Linked DNA regions of Capra hircus: region 2 is linked to region 1. The links are chromatin contacts, called in public Hi-C maps. All regions are on one chromosome and are shown on one strand. The core of a region is the stretch at or near the end of the contact, and the rest is flanking DNA. Distances in the headings are between cores, read along the strand shown. Region 1 has its middle 2.6 kb from the start of XIRP1. Region 2 holds the start of CX3CR1 (CX3C chemokine receptor 1).

Region 1 (4,122 bases), core at 17-2,516:
AGTAAAATGGTCAGTGGCTGCCAGTAGTTAGAGAGGAGGAAGGGGTGAATAGGAAGAGCAAGCACAGAGTGAAGTAACACTGAATGATTCCATAAGGATGGATACATGTCATTATATATTCACCCAAGCCCACAGAACGTACAATTCCGAGAATGAACCCTAACATAAACCATGACCTTTGAGTGACAATGATGTGTCAATGCAGGTTCATCGATTGTAACAAATGTACCATCTGGTGGGGGATCCTGATAGCGGAGGAGGCTGTGCATTTATCTAGAGGCAAAGGGTATATCAGAACTCTACTTTCTGCTCGATTTCAATGCAAACCTAAAGAAAAGTTTCCCAAAAAAGTCTATTGAAAAGAAAAAAAAATACACACTGACACAGGAGGCATAAAGAATGTAAAAGTATCTCATTAACAATTTTCATTGATATGCTGAAGGTGCTGCTAAGTCGCTTCAGTCGTGTCCAACTCTGTGCAACCCCATAGACAGCAGCCCATCAGGCTCCCCCGTCCCTGGGGTTCTCCAGGCAAGAACACTGGAGTGGGTTGCCATTTCCTTCTCCAATGCAGGAAAGTGAAACGTGAAAGAGAAGCCGTTCAGTCGTGTCCGACTCTTAGCGACCCCATGGACTGCAGCCCACCAGGCTCCTCCGTCCATGGGATTTCCAGGCGAGAGTTCTGGAGTGGGGTGCCATTGCCTTCTCCTTTATTGATATATGTACATATAACATTTTAGAAACTTGAGTGAAATAAAATATATTTTTTTAAATTAATGTCACTTTTTGCTTTTCACAGTGTGGCTACCAGAACATTTTAAGCGTCCTGTGGGGCTTCCTCTGGGTTTCTCCTGGATGTACACATACATATAACTGTTCTTGTGCTCAGCTGTGTCTGACTCTGTGGCCCATGGACTGTAGCCCTCCAGGCTCCTCTGTCCATGGGATTTCCCAGGCAAGAATATTGGAGTTGCCATTTCCTCCTCCAGGGGATTTTCCCAACCCAGGGGTTGAGCCAGTGTGTCTGGCATCTCCTGCGGCAGGAGGATTCTCTACCACCAGCGCCACCTGGGAAGCCCTTCCACTGGCCAGTATACTGGTCTAAATCTTCAAAACAGCCCTATGACATGAGTGCTCGTCTCACAGGCGGGAGAAGTTAATGCAGCAGCTCTTGCCAGCGCCCCTGGATCCCTCACGTCTCCCTGGGGTCACCAGCAGCCTCAGTGGGCGGTCCCCGTACAGGCTCCCAGGGTCCTAGCCTCAATCACTTGGATCTCTCTGCCTGAGGGGGAGACGGGGAATCTGTGGGAGCCAGTGCTTCTGGGAGCAATCCTCATCCAGGGGAGTGAGGAGGGTGGATGAATACCCCGGCTCCCTTACCACCACCCCCCAACCCTGGGTGAGGCGTGTTCCACACCAGCTCCCGAAGTCTCCAGAGGGATCCAGCCCCAGCTGTCCACAGAAGTAATCTGCTTTCCTTCTCCTCCTCACTTTTAGCCCCTCACCCCCTTCCTCCCCTCCCAGTGAAACCACTTGCACCCAAATGCTCTTCTTGGACTCTGCTCTTAGAAGATCCCAAACTAACACACTAGAATACAGAAAGCAGGCAGACTCTCAGAGGTCATAGAAATAGGAAGACAGGCTGGTGAGAGCGGTCTGGCACCAGGGCCCACACGACCCTCACAGCATGGCCATCAGACTCCCACGGCAGAAGGCGGACACTCTCTCCTCAAATCTGCCCACCTTTGAGCTGCCGCCTGAGCAGCGCAGAAAGTCCCTTCTGCAGGTTCAGAGGATTTTGTCAAGAGGCTGAGCTGACCTGTCCTACAGCCCTGGAACAGACACGCCCTGGCTGGCCCAGAGCAGACACCCGTGTCTGCTTCCCAGCTGGAGGGAGGCCAGCACTGCCAGCCAGGGCTTTGAAGGACACTTGCCTTCAGACCCAGAGGATACACTGGGATCTGGGACCAGGGAAAGTTGCCGGTGGTGGGGACCCAGGGGAGAATGTATTGAGCTTAATCATCAGTTGAGTTTACATATGCTGGGCACTGTACCCGATGTGGTGTGTGCGTGTGTAACAGATGTGTGCTCCTCACAGCAGCCTTTTGAGGTATACACTATTATTATGCCCATTTTATAGGTGAGGGAACTGGCGAACAGACAGGGTGAGTAACTTGCCAACGTCACACAGCTAGTAAGTGTCACAGACAGGATTCAAACTCAGGTAGGCAGCCTGGCTCTGAACCTTCCCTGCGTCCTGCCTCTCCTGAAACATCAGGTGAGTCTACTGCCAGCTGCTCACTCTGAGCCCTGCCAGAGTGCCCGTTTTCCTGGGAGACAGGCAGGGGCTTCTGACTAATCCCCAACTTCAGCAGAGCCCCACTGAAGAGGGATGGACTGACAGAGGAATGTGCCCTCAAGACCGGGAAACACTAAGCTCCAGAAGCAGTGGGGGTGGGGGGCAGGTTGTAATCACTGAAAAACGACGCCTTCCCTCTCCATTCCCTCCCTGCCCTTCTGCCTTCTGAGAGATCAATTAACCAGCACAGCCATTCGACCTCAGGATAACCATTTACTCCCAGCCCCCTTCCCAAGATGATTTGAGGGGGCTTTTAGAAAGATAACTGCCCAGCATCCCCACCACCAAAGATACTCTGATAAATAATGCCTGACCACTGCCTTAATGGCCATATCACTGACACCCTGATGATGTGATTTTGTTAGATCACTACACATAGGGTGACCAGCTCAGCCTGTTTTTCTTCGAACCTTCCCAGTTTTAAAATTGAAAGTCCCTTGTTCTGGGAAACCCCTCAGAGACAGGCAACAGGGCCAGTTGTTTACCCCCATGACACAGGATACAACCCACAGCGACCTGCTGAAAGTCTAAACATTTAGCTCAGAGTGTCCTTGGAGCCAAGGCAAAGAAGGAAACACCACCCTCAATGAGAGTTTCAGTGTCTGTGATAGTGCTATCACACTTCCACAATGATGGAAACATTTTGTACTCTGCTCCACAGAGCACTTAAAATGTGGCTAAAGGGATGCAGGAACACAATTTTTCATTTTGTTTCATTTTAACCTATTTAAATAGTCTCACGGGGTTAGTGGAAGTTGTCTTGGACAGTACAATTGTATTAGATAAAAACAATCCAGGCATGGGAAATTTCTACCATGAGTTTATCATATCTGCAGTGAGTACAAAAGAGGATTCCAACCAGGTACGTTCCTTTTCTTACGTATGTAATAACCTGTGCATCAGGCCCTTGGATAACACAGGCCATGTGCTGAGCACTCTCACAAAACCCTCTAATATGTGAATTCATTCAAGTCTCAAAGCCACCCCAGAGGGCAGGCACTAAGGTTCCTCTTCCCTTGGCCCGAGAGGATGGGTATCTTCCTGCCCTTCCCAGGGAGAGACAGGATCCGGGAAATAGGTGCTAGGGCAGCAAAGGGCAAAAAGGCCGGAATCAGAGGAGGCCAGGGAGGAGGGCTCCCCAGTGCCCCTCTTCTCACCCCAGGCCAATGCTGCCTGCCTGCCACTGACTCAACGGAAAGAGTGAGCAGTGCCTGGCATCACTTCCTGGCACCAGAGGGCCCCCAGGATGTCAGAAGAAAGACCTTGTTCTGCCAGGTAGCAGAACACAACTTCGACATGGAACCGGGCAAAATGCCTGAGTCGCTTGTGCTCTGCGTGGTCTCCGGATGCCCCTCGCCACACTGCCCTTCCCGGCCTAAACGCCAGGATCTCTGGGGCTACTAAGCCCCTCGGGCTCTGGGTAGCCAAGCAGGGGCAGCCGTGACCCCTACACACAAACACACACACATACTCCTTCTATGACTGGAAGCTGATGACTCCGGGTCAGAAATAACCCCAGAGTCAGCTCCCCGTGTGCTGCCCCTCCCCTCCTCTCTGTTCCCAAAAAGCCTGGGCCCTGAGTCAGAGGCCAGAGGCTGAGAGTAAACAACGACCCAGATAATCTGCTGGGAACACCGCAGACCACGCTGCGGAGCCCTCTGCCAGACCTGGACCCCGTGGAGAACTGGGGCCAGAGGTCTTTCCCCCAAATCCAGCTGTGTGCACTCAGGGCTGTATACACCTGTGCGGTGGGACGCAGGGAG
Region 2 (4,295 bases), core at 847-3,346, 64 kb before region 1:
GGTGCCAGTGGCCTACGTAGACGGTGCAAGTTTCTTGTCTTGAGACTTTATTAGCTTTCTGTGTAAACCAAGGATTATCAGCCTCTTTTCTCCTCTATTTTTTTCACTATATTATTCTTCCCTAATCTCCCTTTAAATTTCTAATTAATCCCTCTTTAATCGCTGACTCCGTCCCCGCTTAGAATTCCCTGGATCCACCGGGGCCAGACCCTGGCAAGCAGTGGTCTCTTTCAATATGTGATTCATTTTCTCAGTTTTCCCTGTTGATTGTAGTCTTCAGGGTGAATATAGTTGCCAACAATATGCAATGCTTTTAGATACCTGGTGGGTTGTACCGGAGACAGAAGCAGGCTCATTGTCACTTTGAAGGGTGTAGGCAATCTAACTTGGAGAAAGAGTTCCTTAAGGAAGGTTTTAACTACCTCATAGGTTTTCTCTGTCTGGGTGGAATATGCTTCCGTGCATTCTGAAAAGGTGTCCATAGGGAATTCCCTAGTGGTACAGTGGTTAGGGCGCCATGCTTCTACTGCTGGGGACCTGGGTTCAATCCCTAGTCAGGGAACTAATATCCTGCCTGCTGTGTGTGGTGCAGCCAAAAATCGGAAAAGAAAAAGTGTCCACAAATGCTAACAAGTATCCGAAGTTTCCTGTAGCTTGAGGCATTTGAGTGAAGTCTATCTGCCAGTTCTCAGTGGGACCAGCTCCTCTATACTGCGTTCCCACCTGGGGGTGTCTAGCAGCAGTCTCTGGATTATTTCTGGCACACATTTCAGCCTGGCCGAAGGCAGGGAGAGGTGGCCTGAGACTGCGGCCAGGGAGAGACTGAGAAAGGAGACTGGGCAATGGACTTCCTCAAACACCAGCTGGCCACCCAGCCTGTGGTACTGCAGTCCCACCATGGCTGGTTCTGGATGAGGAGAAGGCGAGGTGGAAGCTGACGGGGTAACCCCACCCTCTGGAGACCACAGGAGACCCAGGGGTGTGCTGGGCGCAGGCTGTGAGGACAGTGGCAGCCAGGGAAGGCCTTGCGGGGGGTCGTGTCACTGACCACTCAATGAACATGTGTGCTGAAGGCTCACTGGTGCCAGAACCTGGTTAGATCCTGGGATAAAGACAGACCAGAAGGAGGCTTGGCCTTAAACATGACTTAGGCAAGTAAGGAAGTCGTGGGACGGCAGTGCAGCCGAGGTGACTGAGATTAAGTCAGAGAACCAGCTGGCCAGGGCAGGGAGCAGCGGCACGGCCCGGACATCAGGGCCTGGCCGGGTACCATATCCCGCGGGAGCAGCCTGGGCCATTGCCCTTCAGATACAGGACTTGGGCTTGACTGCAGGGCACAGAGAACCACCAAGAGCCCTGAGGGAGGTGAGGAGAACCATAATTATTAAGCATCCACCAGGAGCCAGGCACTCAGTAGGTGCTTTCTGTATCAATGCCTCTCAGATTCATTGTGTTTATATCAAACTCCTAAAAATTTCATTAAAATGTAGTCTCTATGTTTCATATCTTATAATAACCTATAATGGAAAAAAATCTGAAAAAGAATATATATGTATGGACAGATGGATGCATAACTGAATCACTTTGCTGTATACCTGAAACGCTGTAAGTTAAATACACTTTGATAGAAAAAAAATTTTTTTAATAAAACAATGTAAGCATACCTTATAAATATTGTAAGTTTGGTCCCAGACCACTACAATAAAGTTAATTCACAATAAAGTGAGTCACATGAAAAAACACAAAAAATACAGATGACTTTTCTTTATTGCAAAAAAAGCTTAGAAGGAATCCAAAAAATGCAGTCTGATTCAAGAGGTCTGGGGTGGCAGCGGCCCGAGGCACAGCATCTCTGAGAAGCTCCCAGCTGGGATCACACTTTGAGAAGAAAAACTGTAGCTCATTTAATCTGCACCCCAGTGCTGTCTGGTGAGTATTATGGGCTCCCTTTTATTAGCAGGAAAACTGAGACTCTATTTCTGGGCCTGCCTGAAGGCACATCACTAAAGAGAGCTACTCTACTTCCCGCCCGCTGCCCAGTGAGAGAGGTAACACAGTCCCCAAGTAAACACACTCCCTCCTGGCCCCGCTGGGTCTGCCCCAGGCTCTTCCTAGTCCCTGACTTCAGACCCTCCCATCTCAGCTGGCCTCAAGCCTGGAGCTTCTGAGACTGCAGCAGCCTCTAAAGATAGTCTTCCTCACAGGAAACCAGATACTATTGGCTAACTTTGCAAATAAAGATGCCCTCAGAGGAGAGGGAGATACTCTCTGACAGACTGTGCGTGGGACAGGAAGGCTGACTGGCACATCGCCACCTCTCGAGGTTCCCTCCCCAGACCCAGCCCAGGTAGGAGCAGAGGGCTCATTTAGCACCTGTGGGCGCGCTGGGTGAGGCACTGTGGTCAGAGGTCAAAGTGGGTTAATGAGGCTGGTTTGCTTTACCTGCCAACAAGGGAGACCATTTTCCAGAGGATCTTATAGCCTAAATGTACTAGGGGGCTTGGTAGGGGAAGACAGTGACTGATTAGATCACTTATGATGTGCTTAACATGATGAAATATGATTAGAAGCATTAGTAATTACATTTCAGGGACATGGAGAAATGCCCATAAAAAAGCATCATTTAAAATTGCATCTGCAAACTATTTTATATAGGGTGGATAAAAAACAAGGTTCTACACTACAGCCAAGGGAACTATATTCAATATCCTGTAATAAACCATAATGGAACAGAATAGATACATATATGAATCACTGTTCTATAGCAGAATTAACACTTTATGAATCAACTACAATAAAAGAAAAAATTAAAAGGTAAGATTGTATCTGGATGATATTGAGGAATTACTGTCAACTTTCTAAGGTAAGAAACAGCATCAAAGTTATTATTATCATCATCATTTTTTTTTTCTGGCTGTACTGCAAGTGTTGCAAGATCTTAGTTCCCTAACCGGGGATTCAACACACAGGGCAATAAAGTCATGGAGTCCCAGCAACTAGGACCACCGTGGAATTCCCATTATTATTATTATTGTTAACTTTCCACATCTGTTTCATGCTCCTTCTCTATGTACTCCTAGAAAGATTTTTTTAAATAGGAGCAATAAGAATCCGCTGTAGAGTCTGAAGTATATACATACTATTTGTATTTTTAGGAACAAAATAAGTCAAATGGACAGCAAGCCTTTTTATGATCTTTCCTTCTGGCACTACCTTATTCTTGACTTTCTGTTCAAAAGTGACATGTCTTTTCCTTGTCTAGGTATTTGGTTTTTTTCCTATAACTTGAAAAAAATGTATTTTTTCTTTCTTTCTTGAGTTTTTTCTTTCCTTTTTCTTCCATGCTTTTTTGCACCATCTGCATTTTTTATAATGAGCATCTACTGCATTTATAATGAAAACCATTTTAGTAATAAATTGCTGACAGACTTTGATGATCAACATTGATGTATGCTTTTATAATCACTGTGAGGACATTCGGGCTCAGAAGGTTTGTGTCATTGGAAAACATCATCTTCAGAAAGAAAGTCTGAGTGGACACACATGTGGGTGAATTGTGACTCTTGTAGGGAAGAAAACCTATACAACATCTCTTTAAATATGTTCCTGTGCCCTTTTGTCTTTTCCCTAAACCTGTGTTCATCTGAAAACATAATACACTCAAAGGACAGTGTGCAGGTCAACAACTCATATACTGATCTCCCACCTAACCATCATCCAGGCAGCAGCAGAGAACCTGACCAGCCCCCGGCAGCTCCATCAGGCCTCTCCGGATCACCACCCCTGCCCTCCCAGAAATCACCCCAATCCTCACCTTTATGGTTACTGATTCTCTCCTTGTCCTTGTAGCTTTACAAGGATTTTAAACCTTTCCATGGATTATCCTTGCCTGTTTCTCACCTTCCTGTATGTGAGTTCATACAGCAGATCTATGTTTTTGGTTTGTATTTTAAAAATGCATTCATACTGGGGCTTCCCTGGTAGTCCAGTGTTTAAGACTCCATGTTCGCAAAGCAGGTTGCATGGAATCAATCTGTGGTCAGGGAACTCAGGTCCCCCGTGTTGCATCAGTTCCGTCGCTCAGTCGTGTCCGACTCTCTGTGACCCCATGAATCGCAACACGCTAGGCCTCCCTGTCCATCACCAACTCCCAGAGTTCACTCAAACTTCAGTCCATAGATTCGGTGATGCCACCCAGCCATCTCATCCTCTGTCGTCCCCTTCTCCTCCTGCCCCCAATCCCTCCCAGCATCAGAGTCTTTTCCAATGAGTCAACTCTTCGCATGAGGTGGCCA

Evidence for each region. Hi-C and Micro-C count contacts between places; a contact is called where the count stands out from the background.
Region 2: a Hi-C map of liver shows a contact between it and region 1, with 4 times the contacts expected there. The contact joins the promoter of CX3CR1 here to the enhancer-like site in region 1. A contact is called at or near these places in 4 of 5 Hi-C or Micro-C datasets (blood and liver).

Annotation. Positions count from the first base shown.
Region 1 is chr22:12,366,300-12,370,421 of ARS1.2, reverse strand. No RefSeq gene overlaps it. Among named protein-coding and RNA genes, the nearest start is that of XIRP1, 2.6 kb to the right of the region's middle. Within about 2 kb of position 1,266, at least 1 of the 5 cell types and tissues checked has an H3K27ac peak or open chromatin away from gene starts, as enhancers often do.
Region 2 is chr22:12,430,502-12,434,796 of ARS1.2, reverse strand. CX3CR1 (CX3C chemokine receptor 1) reads left to right here and starts at 2,096. Exons shown (of 2, transcript XM_005695559.3): 1 at 2,096-2,347.